2 separate regions of the Mus musculus genome follow, and region 2 is linked to region 1. Evidence: chromatin contacts called from public Hi-C data. All regions are on one chromosome and are shown on one strand. The core of a region is the stretch at or near the end of the contact, and the rest is flanking DNA. Distances in the headings are between cores, read along the strand shown. Region 1 overlaps Fggy (FGGY carbohydrate kinase domain containing). Region 2 overlaps Fggy (FGGY carbohydrate kinase domain containing).

Region 1 (7,804 bases), core at 2,657-5,156:
TTGGTTATACTTTTCTTCTAAATAACTAACATACTTTTCCCCAGTGTCTGGACCTTGATATCTAAAGCACTTAGTAAACTAAGCTTTAAGGACATTTTTATATGTCTTTACTTTTTCTTTACATTTTGTTTTCTTTTTATAAAAATTATTCAATTCATTTCCTTTATTTCTTAAAGACAAGGCATTGTACTGGCTCTGAATCTTTAAATGAGTCACCAACTGGGATGCAAAGCTGATTTTTTTTTCGGTTCCAGCTCTGTCATAGTTTCTGTACACAGCAGAGTAGAACAGAGCGCTCATCACCAAGTGCTCCTGAGAACACAGTTCTAGCTTCCGAGAAAAGATGGACTTTTTTCTTTATTTTCTATTCATGAGATTATTTATATTGATGAGGATTCCTAGCTCAGACGATGTTTATTGGAGCATCTTTTTAGAAATTAAACAGCCTAACAGCCTATGGAATTAAACTCACTGGGCCACATGGAAGCACACATATTTAAATCTATTCCTTCTTTTCCTCTGCCAGGAATCGTTTACCACACACAATAACATCCTTTTATTAATGCCTTCCTTTTTTTTTTTTTTTTTTTTTTTTTTTTTTTTTTTTTTTTTTACTTTCCTGTATTCCTAATCACTTGTTTTAGAATAATTTTGCTGTTTCTTCAGGCATTTCATACAGACACGTAAACTTTAAATATGTTTATAGCTTCTCAGTTCTTTATTTCTCAATGAGAAAGTTTGGGGTACCATTGGGACTGACAGATGATGAGAGATGGAAATTATTCACATTAACCCATTCACTGCTGTTGACATACACCAAATTATTCTATAACAGAATAGGCCAGGGAGTTGACATTGGAGCATGTAAATTCTCTTTGGGCTAAAAAGTGATGTGTGTTCTCAGTTTCTGGGGATCATACTGGGGCATGGTGATGTCTGTGAACCTGCCTCAGTGTCAGTAACCAGCATGCTAGGACAGACCCTGTAGAAGAAGTAGAATATAGGACCCTGAAGACAAGGATTTGGAGTGATAAATCTCTAGATGGTCACTGCAGGCAGCTTCTGATTCAGGAAGCCATTGCAAGCCTCGGTTACTGAGCTGTGAACTTCAGTTCCTGCAGGAGAGGATCTAAAAACATGGCAAACCTATGGAGCACAGCTGGAGGTTTCAAGAATGGCTTCCATTACTGAGCACAGCCATGAGCCTTCAGTGGAAATCCTTGACCTTGTAGGTCTGCTCCTTCCTGAAGAGGTCTAGGGTAGAGAGAGAGAGAGACTCTTACCTCTCCACACGCTCTGAGGCTATGTTCACACAGCCTACACATTGCTTTCATTGTACTTACCCAGCGCAGTATTTGTTAGATCTGTGATTGAGTCACTTGCAGATTTCTCTCTTCTGCTGGCCTCTCAGAGATCAACAAAGCATGCGAGTATTAATATTGATGATCAAGTTGACAAGATCTAGGACTACCTCTAAGGCGATATCTGGGAACCCCATGAGGGATTGTCTAGATTAGGTTAGTCGTTGGCCTCACCTGTGCCTGTGTGGGACTGGACTAGTCTCCTCCATAGGAGAAGGCACACCCTAAAAACGTATGGCACCATATCCTGATCTTTGATCCCAGATTCCATAGAAAGGACAAAGCTAAATGCCAGAGCTCAGAGTTCTCTGCTGCCTCAAGTTCCTGCTTGCGGATGAACTTTTCCTTGAACTGTGAGCCAAAATAAGCCCTTTCATCTTTTAGTTACTTTTGTCAAAGAATTTATCATAGCAACAGAAAAAGTATTAAGACAAATGATGGCATCTACCTATTTGGTGTATAAAAGTGCTTAAAAGATATGCATAGGTATTTATTATAGGCAGGGGAGAGAGGAGGAAGGAGGAAACCAGTATCTTCTCTACGTGTGAAGAACTCAGCAGGGAGGTTTTACACCTTGAGATGTGGGTTGTATGTATTGTGTTGTTTTGCTTCTAACTTTTGCACATATGGATCACCGGCCTCACCTTAACCCACACCACCTCCCTCTTCTCCCAGGAACCAACCCTGGATCCTCTGGAAGAACAGTGAGTGCTGTTAACTGCTATTCCATCTCTCCAGCCACCTTTCGGCATTTTTTAATGCCAGATTGCTCTGAGTGTCCTTGAAGCCATTTGCCTTTCCATGGTTGCTTTTTACTGTTTATTCTTAAATCTTAATACATTGCCTTTATAACTAAACTCTGAAAATAAATATTCGTTTCCTTTTTTATTTAACTGAAACAAAGTTGGGTTTAAGGAAGACAGTTAGGTATTCTTAAGCATGAAGGTTGAGAGAAACAAAAAATGCTCAGAAGACATTAAGCCACACTTCAGAGCACTGGTATAGAATTTTCAAAGAGTCCCTGAAAGTAATGGCATCCTGAAAAGTGGGAGAGCCAATTTCCCCTCCAGGGAGCGTCTCATTGTTATCCATGGCTATAGTGTGTTTCTCCTTCCTGAATACCTTAAGTTTTACCCGAATGCTTCTCTGTAAAAAATGTCTCAGTGAACTGAGACATCTTATTTTCTTTTTGTTAAGAAGAATAGAAGGGGTAAAGCAGTAGATTGGGACATTCTAGGAGGAGGGCTCAATCCCCACTATGTGTTTTACATGCACAGATGCATACAGACAAAAGAAGACACAAAGGAGGTAAGCAATGGAAAAACAAACAGAACATCAAAATTACTCTTCTCTTTTCCATGTCAGGTTTTGCTTTTGTAGTGTCTTATGAAGTAATTTTCCTTGATGATCCTGAGTGAACATCCAATTAACAAGAGTCAACTTGATAGCATATGTGTCGTGTGTGTGTGTGTGTGTGTGTGTGTGTGTGTGTGTGTGTTCAGGCACATATGTGCCATGGTATGCATATGGATCAGAGAATAAGCCATAGAATGGGCTCTCTCTTTTACCTTGTGGATTCCAGAAATGGAATTTGGGTTGTCAGGCTTGGCAGCAAGTCCCTTTACCCACTGATGCATCTTTCTGGTTCTCAAAAAGACTTTATTTGATTAGAACAAGGTTTCAGGGTCTGCCTTACTCTTTCCTAATTAATTCAAGTGACCTGTCCCACCTTGCTGAGCCTCTGTGTCCTTTCCTGTCACATGGGGCTACAGTACAATATCTTCTTAAGGTTCTTGTGAGGTTTAGTAGCCTCCACAACCAGACTCTGCACAGTGCCTTGCATAGGGATTCCACCCTTCTCAGCCTGTCCCCTGTGTTTCATATTACCCCACATTAGCATCATTTTTGTTTTGTTTTGTTTTATTTTATGGCAAATCCAAATCCATAAACTGAGAGGATTTCATCCAGATTTTGGACTATTCGGTAATAACTTCTGATCTTTTGTTTTTGACAGTGAGATGTCTTTCTCTGAGAGCATGGGAAAACTACCTCAGCTTTTTTATGTAGTCATGACCACATTTGAACTGTTACCAGCAAGTCTAACTGAAAAGGCAACTCAATATTGCCCTGTGCTTATATTATTTTGCTCTGTCAGGAACCTGTCAGCAAGTGTTGATGAAGTGCAGAGCCAGTAGTAACAAGCGTGCATCCTGAAAGCTCCCTAACACAAGCAGCCGCAGTCGGTGCAGTGCTATTTCTTCCCAAAGAAGCCCCTCTTGTCTCTTTGCTGATGTCATTAGTGGTCCAGCCCCAGTCATTATATCTCCCCTAGAGCAATATCTTCAATGCTGCTAATTCAGTCTTTTGTATGCCTTGAACAACACAGACCCATCACAGGCCTGTGAAGTACCAGAGGCTGCAGCCAGGAATATCTTGGTAATTTATCCCCATCCTTACCTCTAATTATTCTGTTGTTCACTGGCTTGCTCAATTGAGACTCTCCAGGTTCTACATTCCCCAAGCAGAGAACAAAAGGTTTCCCTTGAGAGTGGGGCCTGGCCCTGTCAGTGCAGTGAACTGTGCATAAATTATGCAGCACTGTGGCTGGCTTTCTTTTCATAGTCTTGCTGGAGAAATTCCGGAGAAAGACCAGGCCCCTGGAACTGGGCTGGCTTATTCTTCTGAGGTTGCTTTGCTCTGAGTGTATCTGGAGAGCAAGAAGCACCCCCTGCCCCCTTCTTTTTGCTGAAGCTGCTTCAGGTTCTTCAAGAACTACAAGTGTGTTTGGTCTTTTTTTTTTTTTCCTCACTCTCTACCTGTCTAGGAAAACACAGCAGGTGCCCGCTATTAAGCTTTGCTCCGATTCCTTCATTTGACCCCTCCAACTAGACTAAACTGGCTGGGCTCTCCTTTCTGCTTTCTCAGTTATCTTTACCTCTATGAGACTGGCGCACTACCTACTGCACTAACAAGGCTCCTTTCAATTAGCCTTACTTTAAAATAATATGATTTTTTTATTAAGTCTTTGAGAATTTCATACAATGTATTGATCCTATTCACCCCCAATCCCTCTCCCTAACTCCTCTCCGATCTTCTTCTGCCTCCCTATCCACCCCAACTTTGTTTAGAAAATATAACTCATAATGTGTTGCCCCCATATCCTTAGGTGTTGGGCTTAGAAGCCCTTCACTCTCTGTCCTAGAATATTGACTGGCTTGATCTTGGGCAGGCAGCACCCATGGCATGAGCTCAGGAGCACTGTGGTCCCTGCATATGCAGAGGCCCTTTTCAATGTAGTCTTCCCATGCTTCAAGCTACCCCCACTGTCTCTCTTTCCCTCCCTTCCCCCTCTTTTTTCTCTCCCCTTTCTTCCCTACCTTTCCCCTCACTCTCTTCCTCCCTCTCTTGTCTCATTTGTAGATGGATACTCCATTGACACTTCCTCTTTTATACTTTGGCCAGAAGTGAGTTTCTGCACCATCTACCACGATCCACTGCCCAAAGAAGTTTCCCTGGTAAGGGCTGAGGGCTGCACTAATCGATGGATAGACAGAAATGAATTTAGAGGGAAATTTGATAGCCATGTAGATAGTATACAAGGATAGTGGTAGTTCAACCCTGGAACCTGTGAACTTTCCAATCTGGATTAACCTTATGTTGTTACTATTTTGGTTTATTTGTCTATGTGCATAGGATATGTTGTTTTGTTGTTTGCTTTGCTTTGATGAGATCCCCACAAAACTAATCTTCAGTCCTTATACCCTGGCAGCCAGAGCTCTGGGATCTGGGTTGAGAAGGAGCCGAGGGCTGACTTGCAATGCCATAGATCCTTACTTATTCTCTTTCAGGATGCTTTTACCCTTAACCATCTTCCTGCTGTGTGGTCCAGCTATATCTCCCTGTAGACAGTAAGGATGCCTGTCCCTCTCAGACCCTCTGGGAGTGAAACTCAGCCTCTGTGCTTCCATTCTTGTTCTCTCTTACTTCCTTGTGAATTTTTGTCTTGAAGTAATATTGAACGGTCTGCAATATGTAGAGATCATTTTTCTTCCCTTTAATAAAATAATGTGGTAACACACTCATATGTCTTCTGTCACTCAAGCATCCTTGAATGTTGCTCATATGTATTTTTTTGCACGTAAAAAATTGAATTCATTGCATGTCATGTCGACGTTTGTGAGCACAGCCTATGTTTTCTATTTGCTGTAGTGCTGTTGTTTGAATTTTGTTACATCTTATCTTAGCTTTAGCAATAAAGTAAGGAGCTATTCTGGAGTCCAGAGTACTTCAGAGGGGCCAGTTCAGTGAATGTTAGACTTTCTGGTACAACCACAGGGACTTCTAAAATATTATTGGAAGGTTGGCTTAAACTATTTACTCAGTTGCTCTAGTACTAATAGCCCCACTAAAGGTTTCTAGTGTTGTTCTGGTAAATTTTGTTTTTCTGTGAAATTGTACTTTCGTCTAAGTTTCCACAACTGCATAGTCTTGCTCATGTTATCCTTTGGCTTTCTTTTTCTGTCAATGTTTGCCTTCTCTGTGGTAATAGCTCCCGTTTCCTTCTATGACATTTGTTACTTTTAGCTTTCATCTCTGCTTCCTCTCTTTTGCTCATCATGTTTTCACATTGACTCACTGAGTTTTCTTCTCAACCTCATTCTAATCTTTCAGTTTTTCATGATTTTCCAAGGTTTCTGATTAGGTTGTTAATTTTCAGGGCTTTTCCCAGTGAAGCTCTTTATTAAGTACCACTTACACCATTTAGTGCCTGCCTATAAAATGCTTTTTTCCTTTCTCCTATACAAATATGTAGAAATTGTCCAACTATATTCATGCTGTTTAATTCCACAGTAGAGGTAATTATAATTCATTTTTATCATTTACACAATTCTTCAAAGTACTAGAAGGACAATATCATATTTCAGAATAATTATTTATGTTTTTTTCATTTTTGCGAGTTATTATTCTTATATATTTTCTGTGTTTGTGAATGTGTTGTGAGCAAGTGTGACGGTTCGTGTGAGTATGTGTGCACACGTGAGTAAAGACCAGAGGTCAACCTCCTATGATATACTAGGTTCCATCCTCCTTACCTTTTTGGAAACAAAGTCTCTTTGGGCTAGAGTTCACTGATTAGGCTCAGCTGACTGCCAAGTGTCGGCCTGGCAGTGAGTCCCCAGGGTCACCTGTCTTTGCCTAGCCAGTGCTTGAATGTGTAACATTTAAAAATGTTGTCTGTCAAGACCAGTGAAGTGCCTCAGAGGGTGAAACTGTTTGATGTGCAATGCTAAAGGTCTGAATGAGTCCCCAGAATGCACACAAAGTGAAGAAAAGCTTTCTCCCGAGCTTTACATATGTGCTGTGCTAAATGCCCACCCTCATGTCTACCCAAACATTATATTCGTTGAGTGCACAATGATAAAAGTAAAGAAATAGAAGCTGCAGACGTTGCTCAGTAGCTGTGAGCTTGCTCTGCTTTTGTAGAGGACCCATGTTACGTTCCTAGCACCCTGTGATGGACAGATCACAAGCTCCTGTAACTCTATAAGATCTGTAGATACACACACACATACAAGCACACACACACACACACACACACACACACACACACACATATACATAAATAAAATTAATAAAAATAATTCTAAAACTAATTTTAACATTTAAAAGTTATATCATAGTTTTTATGAATATATTTTAGAAAAAAGAACTATCAGATTGAAAAATATATGCTGGAAGTATTTACTTTACTTCTAAGGCTATTTTGAATTTTCTCTTTTTAGTAAGTTGTGACATTGATGCCATTCTTTTTCTGTGTAATCTTGTAGTATCTGACTTGACCCTTGTTTTCATTTTAAGTTTATATTGTATCCTTCACTTCTGTTTATTCGGTGTGGGTTTCCTTGGCTTCACTGGCTTCATTTCCCCCTTTATGTTCCTTTATCTCTCGTGACTTTTTAGGGTTTTGATGAGCTCTTCATTTCCACCAGTGACTGCACCCTAACTCTTTTGTAACCAACATGAAACAGAAAGTAAGAAAGGTTAGTCTTCCCCAGGGGACAGCACATCAGTCAATTAGTTGTTTAAGGCCAAAAGATCAGTTCTGAAAACATACATACATGCATACATACATACGTACGTACATACATATATACAATACCATTATTCAGTCTGAGCACATAACAACAATTAATGAAAAAAGACCATGAATTTGAAGAAGAGCAAAGGAGGGTATCAGGGAGGGCTTGGAGAGAGGAAAGGGAAGGGGGAATGGTATCATAATTAATGAGTAATTTCAAAAAGAAGATTCTTTGAATTCATTAAACTTCTCATCTCCCTAAAATATGAGAAACATCTCTTTAAATGAACAATGTGGTCTATTTTATTTTTTATACTTTTTAATTTTATTTTTTCAAATATTACACCATTTATTCTTCCATATA
Region 2 (7,804 bases), core at 3,974-6,473, 180 kb after region 1:
GCACAAGATTTTTGAAGGTTAGTAGTAGAACGAGGTTTTAAACTCAGGTGGCCTGACTTCAGACACACTAATATATCCCTCATGCCCCATGCTGTGGAAGATACCTATTCAGAGATGGCTGTGCTAGGGGTTGGAAATAAAGCAGATGTCCCTGCAGTCAGTAGTAAGGAAGACACTATTTCTTCTCATTGTTGGAAAGACTGGCAGGGCTGAGCCTACAGCTGTGGTAACAGTAACTCTTACCAGGTGGGGCAGGTGAGCAGGCAGCAGAGCTAATCCTGCGTCACTACCTCCCCTGCGGTAGCACTGCAGCCACTTATGCTGATCTTAGTGGTTTTGCTAAGAGAGAAGAAACAAGTTGTTTATTTGTAGGTCGCTGGTATCCGTATGACACTTAAGGATGATTATAATAAGTGAGTAAACATGCTACTAGAATAAAAATCACACGCCAAGTACTTACATCCTCATACTCAAAGCCTTCAGGTACCACAGCAGGCTATGTAAACGTGGGGAGAGCCTGGCTAGAGAAACTTACTAGAGAAGTGTTACTGGCAGACACTGAAACTCCAGCCATGGCCTGGTGAGAGCCCCAGGGAACATCTTTGGGATGTGGCAGTTTGTCTCTGACCTGGATTAAGGGGATTAGTTTGATGGAACATTACATCGTGAATGCAGATCTGGAAAGCATTTCAGGTCATGTGGTGTTTGGTCATGGCATTGAGAACACAAGCTACTTTTAGGAGATGGCATTTTTCCTGGGACCAAATTTTTAAAATTACCATTTCTTTACAAACTAACTTAGAAATCAGTTTCTTCATGGGTGTTTTATAGAAACAGAATTTATTTTGTCTCACCAGGTTGAAAGCTCAGCATGATAACAGAAACTTGTGGGGTTTCCAGGGGTGTCACTGAGCCTACAGATTGGTAGATGAATAGCATGCTACTTTGGCTGGTTGCTTCCTCAGCCAGTTTTCTAGCACAGTGACATTACTGGCTGGGGAGTGTAGGGCCTAAGAACTAAATCTCTTTACCAGTCTGGCACGAGAGGAGTGCTAACGTGAAGCACCGCATCAATCAAGAAGGGGAGCAGATGCTGAAGTGTATCAGATGTCAGTAAACAAGCCCACAGGAAGGTCCCTGAACTTGGCATCCTTCAAGCGAAAACACACTACAGCCTTCATGTCAGAGCTCTGAACTTTTATAAACTGCAGTAAGTGATATGTGTGGGTTTTTTCCCCCCTGGCTGGACAGCTGCTACTGTTCCACTTTCATTTGGAGATGATATGTTATATGTTCTAAGTGTTTTTAATCTGTAATTTTAAAGAATACATTTAGTGCTCAGAGTATTAGTGGTTGCCAGCCTGGAATTACAGTTTATCAAGTGTCTTTCCAGTGAGGAATTTTTTATTTTTCTCATCTAGTAACCCCTCTTTGTTTTTACTTTATACAGTATAATTCACCCAATAAATAGGACCGTAAATAGGAGCACAGATTCTGATATCATGCAAGACTAAGCTCAAGTCTCAGGTTCAGATTTCATAACTATGTATTGGGTAAATCCACTGGCCTTTCCAAACCTGTTTCCTTACTTCAAAGACTGAGATTCTGGAGTGTACACCTCATGTGGGGGTTGAGGAGATTAAGTGATGATATGTTCAAAATATTTGGCACAGTCACTGGCGTGAGTCATCCCTCAATGAAAAGGACAGATAGATGCAGAGTGGATGATAACTGTTAGCTGCCTGTGTTCAGTGTTAGTTCTCTACATGTATGATAAGTTCTGCTGGTGATGCTTGGGATCAAACCTAGAGCCTTGTGCCAAGCAAATGCTGTGCCACCAAGTTACTCCTAGAGCCTGGCCCTTGGCCAGTTTGCACTCAAGAGCACGTACCCAGCACTGCTCTGCTCGCTCCGTATTATATACCACCGGTTCCTTTGCCCCTGGACTGGCTGATAGGAGAAAACAAATTACTTAATCAAGTTCACACTTTGTACACAAGTTGGAATGTTTCTATCCCTAATTCCATGTTCTTTCTCCTGAAGAGAGCCAAGCATGAGAGCATGCCAAGTAGAATTTAGGTTAAAATTTAAAAAAGAAAGAAATCCCAGCCAGGTTCCTACCATCAAGGATCTGACAGTGAGTGAGATTTAAAAGCAATAACCAGAAACCAGAGTGGACCATTGCGTGATTGGCTGGCCTGCCAGTCATGGACAGAAGTAGGACCTCAAAGCATGGCTTCCACAGTGAGTGGGCATTGGAGGGTAAACGAACACGTTCATTTTAGACCAGGCGGGAGAGCAGTATGACGATTTGTAGAGGTGCCAGTGAGAGTGACAGAATGATGTCAGACGAGTTTAGTCTGGGGAAGGATTCCAAGCCCGCAATACTGGAGAGAACACTGGGTCTGTAAGGAGCACAGCCCACTGGCATTGGGGCTGGTAGAGCAGCCTCCTGTTTAAGAAAGCAAACAAAAGTTTAGAACTGATTATACCCCACCCCCAAATTAACAAGGTGAAGTGTAAATTAATCCCACCTGTGAATAGAAGGAAAAACAAAAGCACTTAAGCTTGTGAGAAACCGTGCAGTAGGAAGGGGGTGCCTTATCTAAAAGCTCCCAGAACACTAAGCTAACAGTTTGTTTCTCTAGAGCACATCTGTGGACAAGGTACGGTACTGCAAAACAGCACATGCTAAGATTTCAGCCTGGAGAAGGGACCTTCTGAGAGGCCAATGAAGGGGAGAGGTGCACAGCCTATCTTAGCTCAGTACAGAGCCTTCCTCATGGCCAGCTAGCACCTTGGTCTAGAGGAGCTTGTCCTTAGAACAGAGCTGAGGGGTTGCAGTTCTTCCCACTGTGGCCAGGCCAGTCTCACCTACTGCCATCTGCTGGAGTGGGACCTGGACAAGCCAATGAGATGACTGCAGATGCTAGAGGAGAAATTTACAAGCAGTCCTGAATTGGACATTTAAGCATGTGCTTCGCCTCCTAGGAAACAACAGACTGCTTTGTTTCTGATTCAGTGTAGTAGAATGGGGAGATGGGACTCTGTTTTCCAGGGCATCCTAAAACTGATAGCAGAAGAGGTTCATCCTGAACATACAGCTGATAATTGTAGTCTTGATTACTGACTGATTTAATCTCCAGAGCCATCCCGGTATCACTGGCACTTTGCCAACAATGGTAACCTGCAAACACAGTTGTTTCTCTGGGTCACAGGCAGTAAGAGGTGAAGCTCAGATAAGAATGCAAATACCCGCACTAGGCTTGGCTCGCCATGAAGTGCTGAAACCCACTTCTATAAATTTTCTCTGAGAGCACTGAGCATGTGCTGACCTCGCTAAACTGAGCTTCCAAAATAAAGTTCCAACTTTAATCAATCCTATCCAGTCTTTAGAGCTGGATAAGCATGCAATGAGCCAAAGCGGAGGTGAAACTCCTCAGGCATAGCCTCGATCTGGCTAAGAAGGGAAGCATTTATTACAGAGCACCAACCACTTAGAGAGCAGTGCTACTGTGGATGGACTCAGCCTGTTCTCCAGTCCACACCAACACCAGCTCTCCACTTTCCTTATGAGTCTCACTCTGATCTATATTGTATGCCAGTCACTGAATGACTCTGGTTGTGACCTGGACCAAGACTTGGTCTCCTCATCTTTACACTGTAAGGGTCAGACTTCACGTTTTTCACACATGTTAAGCAATGAAACCTCAGCAAAGCCAACATCTAAGAGAATGTACCATGTGTTTCCCACTTACCCCGTCACTCTTTTTATTCTTCCTCAGTATAGACCACCCTAGAAGGTCCCCGCTGAACACAAGGGCTGAGCCACATTGTTTAACAGGAAATAATGAATGAATTTTAGATACCTAAAGATGCATGATAAAATAATGACAAAGTAGCCTGACTATTAAGCAAGATAGACTGGAAAGCTGTCACCATGGGGCTGTGTACCTTCACAGCTGTCAAACTGACTCTCTAGTAGGGAGGTGCTTCCGTCTATCAGACAGTGTCTGGTGACTTGTTACAAAGAGACTCTCTGTCAGCTCTTGCAGGTAGAATTCTTCCCAGGATGCTTTTTGAGATTGGCTTTCTATCTGGGACTCTGACCTCTGGCTTCACTACCAGAGGAGACATCTGGGAAGAGCCATGGAACAGGTCCTCCCTGCCTTCACCATCATCCTTTGCTGATGGACGGAGGTTGGAATTAACAGTGTCAGCTTAATTCCTTCTCAGCACTTAAAGCTTTGAGATATCAGGACCCGACCCTGTGCTGGAACATCATGTAAGGTTTAATCCCACCCATGCCATTAGATTAATAGAGTCACTGGTAGATGTCCATTCCCTTCATGTTTGTCCTTGATAAAGACCCTTTATGTAAATGCCCCAAGAATAAGAATTTCGGTTAACTCATTTCCCTATCTCTAGTGTCTAACACAGCCAGACACAGACATGCTGCTTGGCAAATCCTTTTCATTCATTAAGCAAATAGCCCTAGGTATTTGGACAAGTAAAATCCTCATCACATCTACAATTGAGTGGGCAAGATGGTGAAACAATAAATGTAAATGCATATTATATCTTGGGTCAAGAGTTAAAAAGGAAAAGAACAGGTTTGATGGAAGAGCTAATTAGCATGATTGATAGCTGAATGACAATAAATGTCTTTGACTCCTAACTCTGAACCTGTCTCATTTGTTCTCTGAAAACAGTAATCATCGCTATTATGTTCATTGTTGCAACTGCTACTCCTGTTTCTTATGTATGCATTGCATTCTAAATTTTATGTTAGTGTTATATAAATTCATGAACTAACCTTGCCTAATAGGCCTCCTTATTTCAAATGAATGAGACAAGACCCAGAAATATTCTTCATATGATGAGATAGCTAGTGTCATAGATGGTGCTTGAACCAAAGCTGGTCACACAGTCTTCTGTTCTGAGAAAAGGGAATGTCTCCTGAACTCCTAAGTGACCACTGCAGGTTCAACCTGGATCCCAGTTTGAGAAGCCCCAAATCATATTATATGGCAAAAGCCTCATTCCATTAGATTAAAGGGCAAAATGAAAACAACCATAACAAAAACGAGTTGCTGGAGAGTATTAGGAAAATAAGGAAAATAATTTTGCCTTGGCCATCTCATGGTCACCTTCCAGCAGTAGTAAGCCATCACCATGGCAATGGGAGAAAAATTAATGTTGAATGTTGAGTCATTTTAAAAAGCCACATCAACAGCATACCGAGCTGATGCTGTAAGCTCTCTGCTACAGCTGGTCTGACAGTGCTAGAGGCATGGTGTCGAGCTCCATGCTGGAGGGACGAGGGGGGACTTAAGCTCAGCCTTGGAAGATTTAAGTCTGAGCCTTAACTGTATCCTGTGGACTTCAGCAAGTCTACTGACAAACATGAGAGGCGATCATATTAAGTCAGTATTACTATAGTAGCTTTCTGGAAGTCCGTTCAAACCTCCGTAAAATAGAACAGTGATATTTCATAACCATCGTCAGGAGGTTTGATATAATGAGGGATATGGAAGTGCTTAGTAAACTGTAATGTGATTAACATTTTCCAGCCAGGTTTGGAAGAACTCATGCTGGAGTGAGGTAGACAGGGCTGCTCTCTCTCCTTTGTCTTAGTAAAAAGCCCAAGGCTCAGATATTCAGAGCCTCAGCTTCCCAGCAACATTTCCTATTATAAATCTGCAACATGCCCTGCCTGATTTACACAATCTGGGCTCTCTTCATTCTCCCTGCACTTCAGTTTACCCCATGGAAAATGGGGATGACACCAGTGCTCTCTTAGTAAGGTGGGAGATGAGGCTTAAATGAGTCCTGGAAGGGCACAGAAAGGCTGGCTGCCTGGCAGGCCGCCATAAGTGTTAACAGCAGGGATGGCAGAGGAGAAGAGGAAGGAGCAGGAAGAACATTTGAAATGACATATGTATGTCAAGCTCAACACCTCCGTGGGGCACTGATGGCAGTACTCACACTCACCAGATGCTCTGGTGCCTTTTAGAGTGCTCCGATCAGTCACAGGCCCCTTTCTGTCTTCAGAGGAGTCTTGCCTACAGTGGCTTTGTATCAGACCCAGTTTTAGGCCTGCCTTTCTTTCTATGCTGTTTTAGGTAGGAAGAGAGAACCGGACCAAAGGCTTGATAGAAACAAGAGGAAGCTTTACTAATGAAACAAGTTCTCTACAAGTGATGATTTCCCAAACACTGCGCTCTGACATGTTAAAAGACAACACTGGGAAGCACTGGCCTGGACAGTACTCAAATTAACTATGTGATGGAAAATGCTCAAGTTAAATTAACTAAATATCTTCATAGTGCAAGTCCATCGAGATGTTAATATATAAATACGCTTCTGAACCTCCTGGATTGGGTGTCATACAGATGTAATGGTGCCCGATTTTACTTAACCAAAGAATTGGCATTTTGCTAGTCTTTTCTAAGGACAAAAGAGTGGTAGATGCTGTGTAAGCCAGCAGTTAAGGTCCTCAAAGGTGACAAGAGGTACCATAAAAAGAACTGGAAGATTTCTACTAGTCCTGTGTCTATTTAATGAAAAGAACAAGGAGTCTGTCTTGGCAGTAACTAATGTGTTAGATGGTAGAGAAACAGTAACAGGTAAGGCTGGTAGAATCACTGTCTCTCAGAGTTCTTGTGAGCATTCTGGAAAGAGAGAGATGTTGCAAGGTAAATTCAGTATAGAAAGAGAGCATGGAGAACCATATTCAAAGGGCTTTCTTGCTCCATTTACTGGGCCAGAGGAATAATCCAGAAGCACCTGGTTCTAAACTGAGACACAAAGAGATAGTCACAGCCATTTGGTGTGTAGTTTATGACCCACTTGCTCTTTTGTGGCCTTATTGGAACCTTCTCAGGCAGATTCAATGGCAGTGGTAAAGTGTGGTGGTGAAGACCACTGAGAGTCCACAGTTCGGGCCAGGAAGGCACTGGGTAAGGCATTTTATGAGTCTAATGCACTTAATCTTCTTTTAACAGTAAATAGAACTCTCAGTTTACAAAGGAGAAGTTGAGGTTTAAAATAGTTAAGTGCCGTTCCAGAAGCTACCACCAGTAAATATTACAAAACCAGGGCTGCACTCAGATCTGCAAGGTTGCAAAGCTGCTTCCGACCATGCCATGGCCTACCAGGAACATGGTAGGTCCATGCAGTTTCAACAAGCTAAGAAAGGTAGAAAGCAAGATGATGTTAGAAATAATTCTTCTTCCTCCTCCACCTCTTCCTCCTCCTCCTCTTCTTCCTCTTCTCCCTCCTCCTCCTCTCTTCCTCCTCCTTCTTCCTTCTTCCTTCTTTTCCTCCTCCTACTCTTCCTCCTCCTCTTGCTCCACCTCCTCCTCCTCTCGTTCTTTTCCTCCTCTTCTTTTTAAAACTAGATTTCCATGTGTAGCCCTGGCTATTCTGGAACCTACTCTGTAGATCAGGGTAATCTTGAATTCACAGATTTCTGCTGGCCACTGACTCCTGGGTACTAGGATTAAAGGCATTTGCCATTACAACCACTTTAGGTATTCTTCCTTGAACTCGTTTTTTTTTTTTCTTAAATACTTGGTTATTCTAAACAGTCATGCTTGATATGGATAATCCTGTATAGCTTTGCTGATTTGTCTTTATTTAGCCATATATGCATATATATACATATATATGTATATGCATAAGTCATTGTGAAGTTTTATTATCCATGAGATTTGAACATTTGGCGAGTACTATGTAAATAGTTGTATAGTCTATGCCCAAACACAAACTAGATGGGTAGAAAATGGTAACCAGCACATGG

The links. A called contact is a pair of places that touch in the nucleus more often than the background predicts.
Region 2: a Hi-C map of uterus shows a contact between it and region 1. The contact joins two enhancer-like sites. A contact is called at or near these places in 2 of 15 datasets of contacts at CTCF or cohesin (large pre-B cells and pro-B cells), 8 of 484 Hi-C or Micro-C datasets (CD8 T cells, the G1E-ER4 cell line, the N1E-115 cell line and 3 more) and 1 of 115 datasets of contacts at active chromatin or transcription factors (bone marrow-derived macrophages).

Annotation. Positions count from the first base shown.
Region 1 is chr4:95,681,030-95,688,833 of GRCm38.p6, forward strand. The region is part of intron 5 of Fggy (FGGY carbohydrate kinase domain containing); the gene reads left to right. Among named protein-coding and RNA genes, the nearest start is that of Fggy, 130 kb to the left of the region's middle. Within about 2 kb of position 3,907, at least 93 of the 459 cell types and tissues checked have an H3K27ac peak or open chromatin away from gene starts, as enhancers often do. A contact at or near this core is called in uterus, where this site is marked.
Region 2 is chr4:95,860,203-95,868,006 of GRCm38.p6, forward strand. The region is part of intron 14 of Fggy (FGGY carbohydrate kinase domain containing); the gene reads left to right. Among named protein-coding and RNA genes, the nearest start is that of Hook1, 100 kb to the right of the region's middle. Within about 2 kb of position 5,224, at least 13 of the 459 cell types and tissues checked have an H3K27ac peak or open chromatin away from gene starts, as enhancers often do. A contact at or near this core is called in uterus, where this site is marked.